Linked DNA regions of Mus musculus: region 2 is linked to region 1. A link is a contact called in public promoter capture Hi-C data. All regions are on one chromosome and are shown on one strand. Each heading gives the region's core, a stretch centred on a gene start, on an enhancer-like site or on the middle of the called end of the contact. The rest is flanking DNA. Distances are from core to core; before and after follow the strand shown. Region 1 holds the start of 2610307P16Rik (RIKEN cDNA 2610307P16 gene). Region 2 holds the start of E2f3 (E2F transcription factor 3).

Region 1 (3,408 bases), core at 202-2,701:
TCTGACAGAGGAACACTGGGCCCAGTGCAGACCCCAGGAGATCAGAACGGAAGCCCTCTCACAGAGTCTTTGTTCTCCCCTAGGGGAGAGACTTGGCAAGCACTGGAAGGGTGCTTGTTATGATCCACACCCATGACATTCCAGACCCAGCAAGGTTCCCTTCCTACCCCCTCTTCGCATCTTTAATCCTAGCCAGGAATACAGCTCCCTATGCCCCCTTTCACCCCATCTCTTTACCCTCACATTTAACAACTCATTGGGTCTTCCCTGTCTAGATTTGGAGAAAGAGTATATAAGGTGCGTGGACACCAGCAGGAGGTTGAATATTTGCTTTGGAATGTTTGAGTGTTTTTTTTTAAACCCCCTTTGCCCTGAAGACTGAATATAAAAGGCTGCGTGTCCCTCTACCTTCTCCCACCTTCCTGCTTTTCTTCTATTCTGGTGAGATCTAGAAAGGAAATTGGTGCAGCTTTGAGTTCCTGGGGTGGGGGGAAACCATGTTGGGATGAGAGCTGAATGCTGCGGTGTAAAGTGGGGACCCCAGTTCTGGAACTGATGGATGATTTTCAGAAGGCTCTAAGAAAGACTGAGAGACTCCCAGACAAGGAAGACACCTGGCTTGCCCAGGACCAGAAGGTGGGGGAGGGAAGAGGATGGGGAGTTAGAAGTGAAGGAGGAAGACCCTGTAGCTGTGAAAGGAAGGGAACTAGGAAGGAACAGTAGGTTTGGGAAGGAGCCATGTTAACCTGAGAGTCTTGTTAATATAGTTGGAGATAAGAGGAAGTTCTCTGAGGTTTGAGCCGGTGGTCTCTGTTCAGGCCCCCCCCCACCCCCCATGAGTGGCATAGTACCAGCAGCAACAGGTAACCTACAAGGGCAAGGTGTAGGTCCCTGTGGGATACTTAGTGGCCTCTGCCATGCAGATTTGAGGGTTTTCCCCTAGGGTCCTGTGTGGGCACTGATGAGGGAGGGAGAAGAGACTTTTCCATCACTTAGAACTTCTTTGAATTCTTCCAGGCTGTTGGTTGGAAGAGGGTACATAGGATGGAGGGTCATGGATGGAGAGGCATCTGTGAGCCCTACCTATGATTGTACCTCTTACCTTAAAGGGTTGACTGGCTCCTTCATATTACATCTCTTGGGATGCTGAGAAATGGCAGAAACTCATTGCCAAAGTGAACCGCTCCTCTCCCTGATTGGCAGGGAAAGTGCAAACAAAGAGGTGCATCTCCCGGAAACAATGAGTTTGGAGATTTCCCCGGGCGTGAGAGCGCGGACTGGAAGCTGGGTGTTCAAAGGGTGTGAGAAGGGACCAAGACCCGCATCTTCTGGGCAAAGTTTTCGGGGAGATGGAAGGAGAGAGGGTCGGGACTGAGTTGCTGGTCTTGGGGACAGAGCAGCCGGAGCTGCGCACCAAGGCTTAGAGTCGGGCGGGAGATGCGGGGAGAGGGAGGGGGCGGGGAGGGAGGGGAGGGAGAGAGGAGGAAGGGGTGAGAGGGAGAAACCTGCCGCGGCTCTCCGCCTCTTTGTCTGCTCTGGGACTTGGAACAAAAGGGGAAACTCTGATGAACTCCTTCTCCAGCTCCCTGGACGCCCGAGTATCTCTTTCTCGCAACTTTGTCAACGCGACTTTCTCCGCTGTCAGGCTGCGCAAAAGTATCCTAGCGCCTCGCAGGCTGCAACAATGGAAACAATGTCCCTTCAAAGTGCGACGAAGTGGAGGGAGAAGGTGAGTGACTTGTCCTGTTTGTCCTGCTTCCCTCAGGTCCCCCTGCTCCCAGCCCTTCCGAGGGCAAAGTCATAGATCTAGCAGCCAAGTTTGACTGTTTCTTTCTGTTTCTTGTCTTTTATTATTATTTTTTAATTGTATCTCTTTTCCCGGTTCTCCTTTTCTTTTGTTCTTTTAAACTCTCGCACAGATTGTTTTGTTTATTTTAAACGCCTTCATCTCTTGTGCTTCTTCTTTAGGGGTGGTGAGGGGCTAAGAAGAAGGGCATCCAAACTGGATACTGCCTCGCTTTTCCCCGGTTGTGTGTAGATTGGAGGAAAACGTTCTGATAAGAATGGGAATTAGATCAGGCTCACCCACACATAAGCTCTGACTTTGGTCACAAAAAAAGAAAGATGCAGAGGTGGGGGTCATTTCCTCACGCGTTTTCAAACTTCACTGTCTCTGGAGCGCTCTGGAGACACGAAGCGTGCAACAATAGAATGTAGACAGGGTTTGGGTGGTAAGGGAGTTCCAGCAAATTAATAGGAGTCCGGGAAGTTTTTGGGGGCTGGGGTCCAGTTGAGGAAGCCACAGGTTCCAGACTGTCAAGAGCTGCGCAGATGAAGCTGATGGGGCCTGGACCATTAGTTAAGAGTCCGCTCCCCTCACCTCCGTGGTTTGGTTCAGTTTAATGACCCACCCAGAATGACCTATTGCTGTCCTCGTCGGGATCCATCCTCTCTTAGGTGTTGGCGACCCCCGGGCCTATCTCAGCCAGTCTGAATAGGAAGGGAACCACGAGCCTGCCGAGCTCCCCTGACCTAGCCCTCCGCCCCGCCTTTTGTGTTTTAACCTTTTGTTTCTATCGGCCACACCCGCCCAAAAGAGCGGCGGCTTTTCGTCTCTGTTCAGCGGGGAAGCAGCGAGGTTCCCTCCAGATAGCGGTGAAGGGCGGCTTCCTAACTTTGTTTCCCAAGTCCCCTAACTTCGGAATGCTTCTGCATTGGTTCTTGCTCAGTAAGTCAATATCTTCACTTTATATGAACTATCTTTTGCTGTTTTTCTACTTCGTTCCAAAAGTTGTTTATCTCTACCAGCCACTTGCGTTCATTAAACAACAACAACAAAAAAAGATAACTTAGAGATCTAAGTTAGGGTCCAAAGGACAGAGGTTGGCTTTATCTGTCGGATGCCTTTAAATATGACTTTATCTTGATTCTGCAACACAAAACCCGGCTCATGGTCTTCAGGTATGTTTGTGGGCTCCGTCCAAATACCAAGGTAATTTATCACCTTCTCCACCCTCTTCTGTGTTTCCAAATGCTGGAGGTGTTCTTCAAGCTCCTGGAGACACTTTTTAACAAGACAAGTCAAACACAGAACTCATCCTACTGCGGGTGACTCTAGGAAGCATCCAAACAATGCATTAACTTCTGAGAGTTAGCATTCTGCAAGGTGCCAGAGCCGGGGAGCTTTGAATCTTTATGTCAAAGACTGAAAGGAATTAAGACGACAGTTATTCTTTTAGGGAGGGAGTGTATAGACTGTCCCGACAACTAACCTTAATACATTCTAATTGTATAGGTGTCATACCAGCGACTCCAAGAGTCATGTCACCCACTTAGCAGGAGTACTTCTACTGAAATGCCTTCGAATTTCTCTTACTGGATATATACCTACCAGCCGCTAGCATGAAG
Region 2 (3,762 bases), core at 577-3,076, 1.1 Mb before region 1:
GTAATAAGGCTGAAATGCAATATTAGATGGTCCTAAGATGAACTGACCCCAAATTGTTAGGCTTCCTATAGGGTTTGAATGTGAGCTTGGGTAAAATAATTAATAATAATAATAATAATAATAATAATAATAATAACAATAGCAAGCAATACCTAGGTGAAAGGACTAGGTGTAATGCAAGCCTTGTCATCCACTGAGCACCCTACCAAATACTCTACATTTAAAAAATTATAATGTGCCTGAGGTAGAGAAGGATGTATCCCAACAGCTGTTTTCCACAGTTCTCAGCTACTCAATGAAAATCTGGTCTCGACATCTACATCTTCCCTCACCTTCCTCCTCAGTCGTAAATACTTCTCATTGTGCGTATACAAGTGTGTGTGTACGTGAGAGTGCACACGCTTGTGCATATGCACGTGCCTGTGGAGGCCAGAGAGGTCAACCTCAGATGTCTCCCTCAGTAGCTCTCTACCTGAGTTTTCAGAATAGGATAGCTCAGTGAGTCTCGAATTTCCCAACTGGCTTCACTGGCTGACCATCAAGCCCCAATGAGTTTTCAGGTCTCATTCTCCCAGTTCTGGGATTAGTGATACACGCGGTCATGCCTAGCTTTTTAAATGTGAGTATTGGGGATCAAATATAGGTCCCCTCACTTATGTAAGTAACTGATCCATTTCTCCAGCCCCACAATGCTCATTTTAAAGATCCGTGAGTATTTACTTTAATATAGAAACCAGTTCGACGATTTCATTTTCCTTGACATTTTCTGATTTCCATATATACATATATATGCATACATTTTTCTCCTCTTTTAAAACATATCGGGTTAGGTTTGCGTTGTAGTGTTTGCTGTTTGCTTAAGAATTTCCTGGCGTATGAGGCTGTAAAGAGCTGAGTGCAGGCAGCTTTCACTGGAAGTCCCACGTCACCATAAAAGCCTGTACTACTTTGGATTACTGCATGGCGGATTAAAAACCCGCGGATCAGTTCTAGGTTAGCCCTGATTAACTCCCCTGGGTGTTTCTGGGCCAGAGAGGGTGCTTGTTAGACTCAAACCTATACTTGTAGTCAGAGTTCACTGAACAAAGAGTTAATTTTTACTTAAATCGAAATCGGGCTAATCATGAAGCTGCCAGGAATGATCTGGAATATGAACTAAAGTGTGCCTGCAGTCGCGTCAGCTGAACCTTCTACCCCCACGGTTCTGTCTGCCCACATGCTTCTGTCTATCAGCCTTGGCCTCCGGATCCGCTCTCACGTCATTGGTTGGATTTCAGGAAGGAAGAAACCCAGGATTTAAAGGGCTCAGTTTTCCACCTGCCAGGCCGGGTCCAACTTGCCTTTGACACATATTTAGGGGAATTTCTACCAGTTCTTCATTTACTACACTGCTTGGTTACAGGAAACAAAGTCCCTGAGGGTGTCACCTTGACAATTTCCAAAACCGAAACTTGCGCTCAAGACTAGATCCACACTGAGTCTGCGAGGCAGAGTCCCTGCCCAGGTCATCAGAGCCAGCCCCGCGGGTAGGAGCGAGGGAGGGGCCTGGAATGGGCGTGGCTTTCCGTGGGAGAGTAGGACTTTGCCCCACCTCCTAAGAAGCCTGCTCTGCTTCCAGCCAGTCAGGTTGCTCTATGCAAATAGAGCCCGGGTCACCCCGGTAACCATGGTGTATGGCAGCCAATGGAAAACAGCCAGTGGCGACCTCGCTCCAGGATTGGTACCGAAGTAAGGCGACAGGGATCCAATGGACTGTGGGAACAGTCCTCGGCGGGTTGAGGGGCGGAGATATGCAAATATGGTTTGAAAAGCCGGCGGGAAATCTGAGTTTCGCGGGAGGACCTTGGCGCGTAAACCGTATCCCTTCATTCATTGTCAGCAGCAGCTTCCTGGAGCCATTTTTCAGCTGCCGGCCGCAGCACCCGGGCTGCCGCCACCGCCTCGCAATCCGTTGCATCGGCTGCCCCCGACGCCTCCATCCCTCCTCGGGGCCTGATATCCGTGCGGCCGGGACCCTCCTCTCTCCAGACCCCCGATTATTTTTGGCCCCCGGGGCCTGTGCGGTGCGGAAAAATAAAAAGAAAAGAGAGAGAGAGGGTTCGGAAGCGCCGGGAGGGGAGGCGAGAAGGAGAGACTTGGAAACTCCGGCTGCAAATAATAAAAGAAATTGAAAGCAATACGTTAATATATCGTAACACTAAAAAAGAGCAGGAGCGAGAGATGAGAAAGGGGATCCAGCCCGCCCTGGAGCAGTACCTGGTGACCGCCGGGGGTGGGGAGGGGGCGGCTGTCGTCGCCGCCGCCGCTGCAGCCTCCATGGACAAAAGGGCACTGCTAGCCAGCCCCGGCTTCGCCGCCGCCGCCGCCCCGGGCACGTACATCCAGATCCTCACTACGAACCCTTCCACCACGTCCTGTGCCACCTCCCTCCAAAGTGGCGCCCTGACCGCCGGCCCCCTTCTCCCCAGTGTCCCCGGCACGGAGCCGGCCGCCAGCAGCCTCTACACCACGCCACAAGGACCCTCCAGCAGAGTCGGGCTGCTGCAGCAGCCACCAGCACCAGGACGCGGCGGCGGCGGTGGCCCACCGGTAATACCCTCCTCAGCGTCCCTAGCCCAGGTGGGAGGCGGGCTCCCGGGAGCGGTGGCGGCGGGAGCGCGAGGCTGAGCATCGTGGGCCTCGTTGCTGTCCCTTCCAGCGTGTGCTTATTGTTAGACTCGGGGTGCTTTCCTGCGGACGTTGGGAGGACGTGGGGGCCTGGGCAGGCACGCGGGGCAGTGGGGAGTCCCTCTTTGAGAACCACATCCAACACTCCAAAACTTTTCGCGCCCCCCCCCCCTCCACTTCTTTTCCTGCACTTTTCCCTACCCCCACTCTCCCCTCCCTTGCAACTCGAAGCTTCCTCTTTCTCGGGCGTAGGAAGGGGTCACGCCCCGGATGGAGAAGGGGGTGGGGGAGGGAGTAGTGCACTGGAGAGTGGGGGACCCCAGAGGATGTAAACTGGGGGACCCGAGGCGTGCAAGCCTCCTCTCCTGTCTCTGCTGCCCCTGGGCGACTGGGGGTCCCGCAGGCGTGCTCCGAGCGCAGGGGCGCCAGTGCCTGGCACCTTTGGGGACCTAGCTCCAGGCAACAAAGGGGATCTGGGAGGTGGACGGGTATCGCGGTGGGGGAGGTGGAGCTGAGAGCCCCGGTGGGCCAGGGCTCGCGCTGTCTGCGACAAGGGGCCGGCGGGCGGGTGCTCCGGCCTGGGCGCATCTCCGCGGTGGCAGCGGCGGCGCCCGCGTGGCCGGAGCGCTGGGGCCTTGCTCTCCGGGCCCCGGGCCTGCCCTTGACCCGCCTCTCCCCTTGCCCCTTCCTTCCCCGCCCTGTCCCCCTCCCCGCCCCCCCGGCGACGGAGGGCGGGGGCAGCCGGGTTCCCGTCCCGCCGCCAGGATCTGTCCCTTCTCTCCGGGACCCGCCGGTGACGTTTCGCACACGTGCGCGGAGGACGCGCCTGTGACTGGGGAGGAGGCGGCGGCGGGAGGGGGCGCTGGAGGGGGAGAGGGGGCACCCACTTCCTCCTGCTCGCCGGCTCCCAGGCCTGGGACGGTCCCGGCGCCCTCGCACCCGGCACCGCCACCCTCCCTCTCCCGTCCCCACCCCCCCACGGCGCCCGCCCTCGCCCGGCGCCGCCGCTCCACTCGGCCTCGGGCCCCCTCTCCAGCCGGCCCCCCACCTCCCCCGGAGCCAGGCTGCTTTCGGAAATGCCCTTACAGCAGCAGG

What was found. Promoter capture Hi-C pulls out the DNA fragments that hold promoters and counts their contacts.
Region 2: a contact with region 1 is called in a promoter capture Hi-C map of pre-B cells, with 5 times the contacts expected there. The contact joins the promoter of E2f3 here to the promoter of 2610307P16Rik in region 1. A contact is called at or near these places in 2 of 39 promoter capture datasets (the HPC-7 cell line and pre-B cells) and 3 of 115 datasets of contacts at active chromatin or transcription factors (cardiomyocytes, embryonic stem cells and stem cell-derived neural progenitor cells).

Annotation. Positions count from the first base shown.
Region 1 is chr13:28,883,465-28,886,872 of GRCm38.p6, reverse strand. It overlaps 2610307P16Rik (RIKEN cDNA 2610307P16 gene), which reads left to right and starts at 1,451. Exons shown (of 8, transcript NR_045054.1): 1 at 1,451-1,729; 2 at 3,296-3,408.
Region 2 is chr13:29,984,127-29,987,888 of GRCm38.p6, reverse strand. E2f3 (E2F transcription factor 3) reads left to right here and starts at 1,826. Exons shown (of 7, transcript NM_010093.3): 1 at 1,826-2,589. The coding sequence starts at 2,221.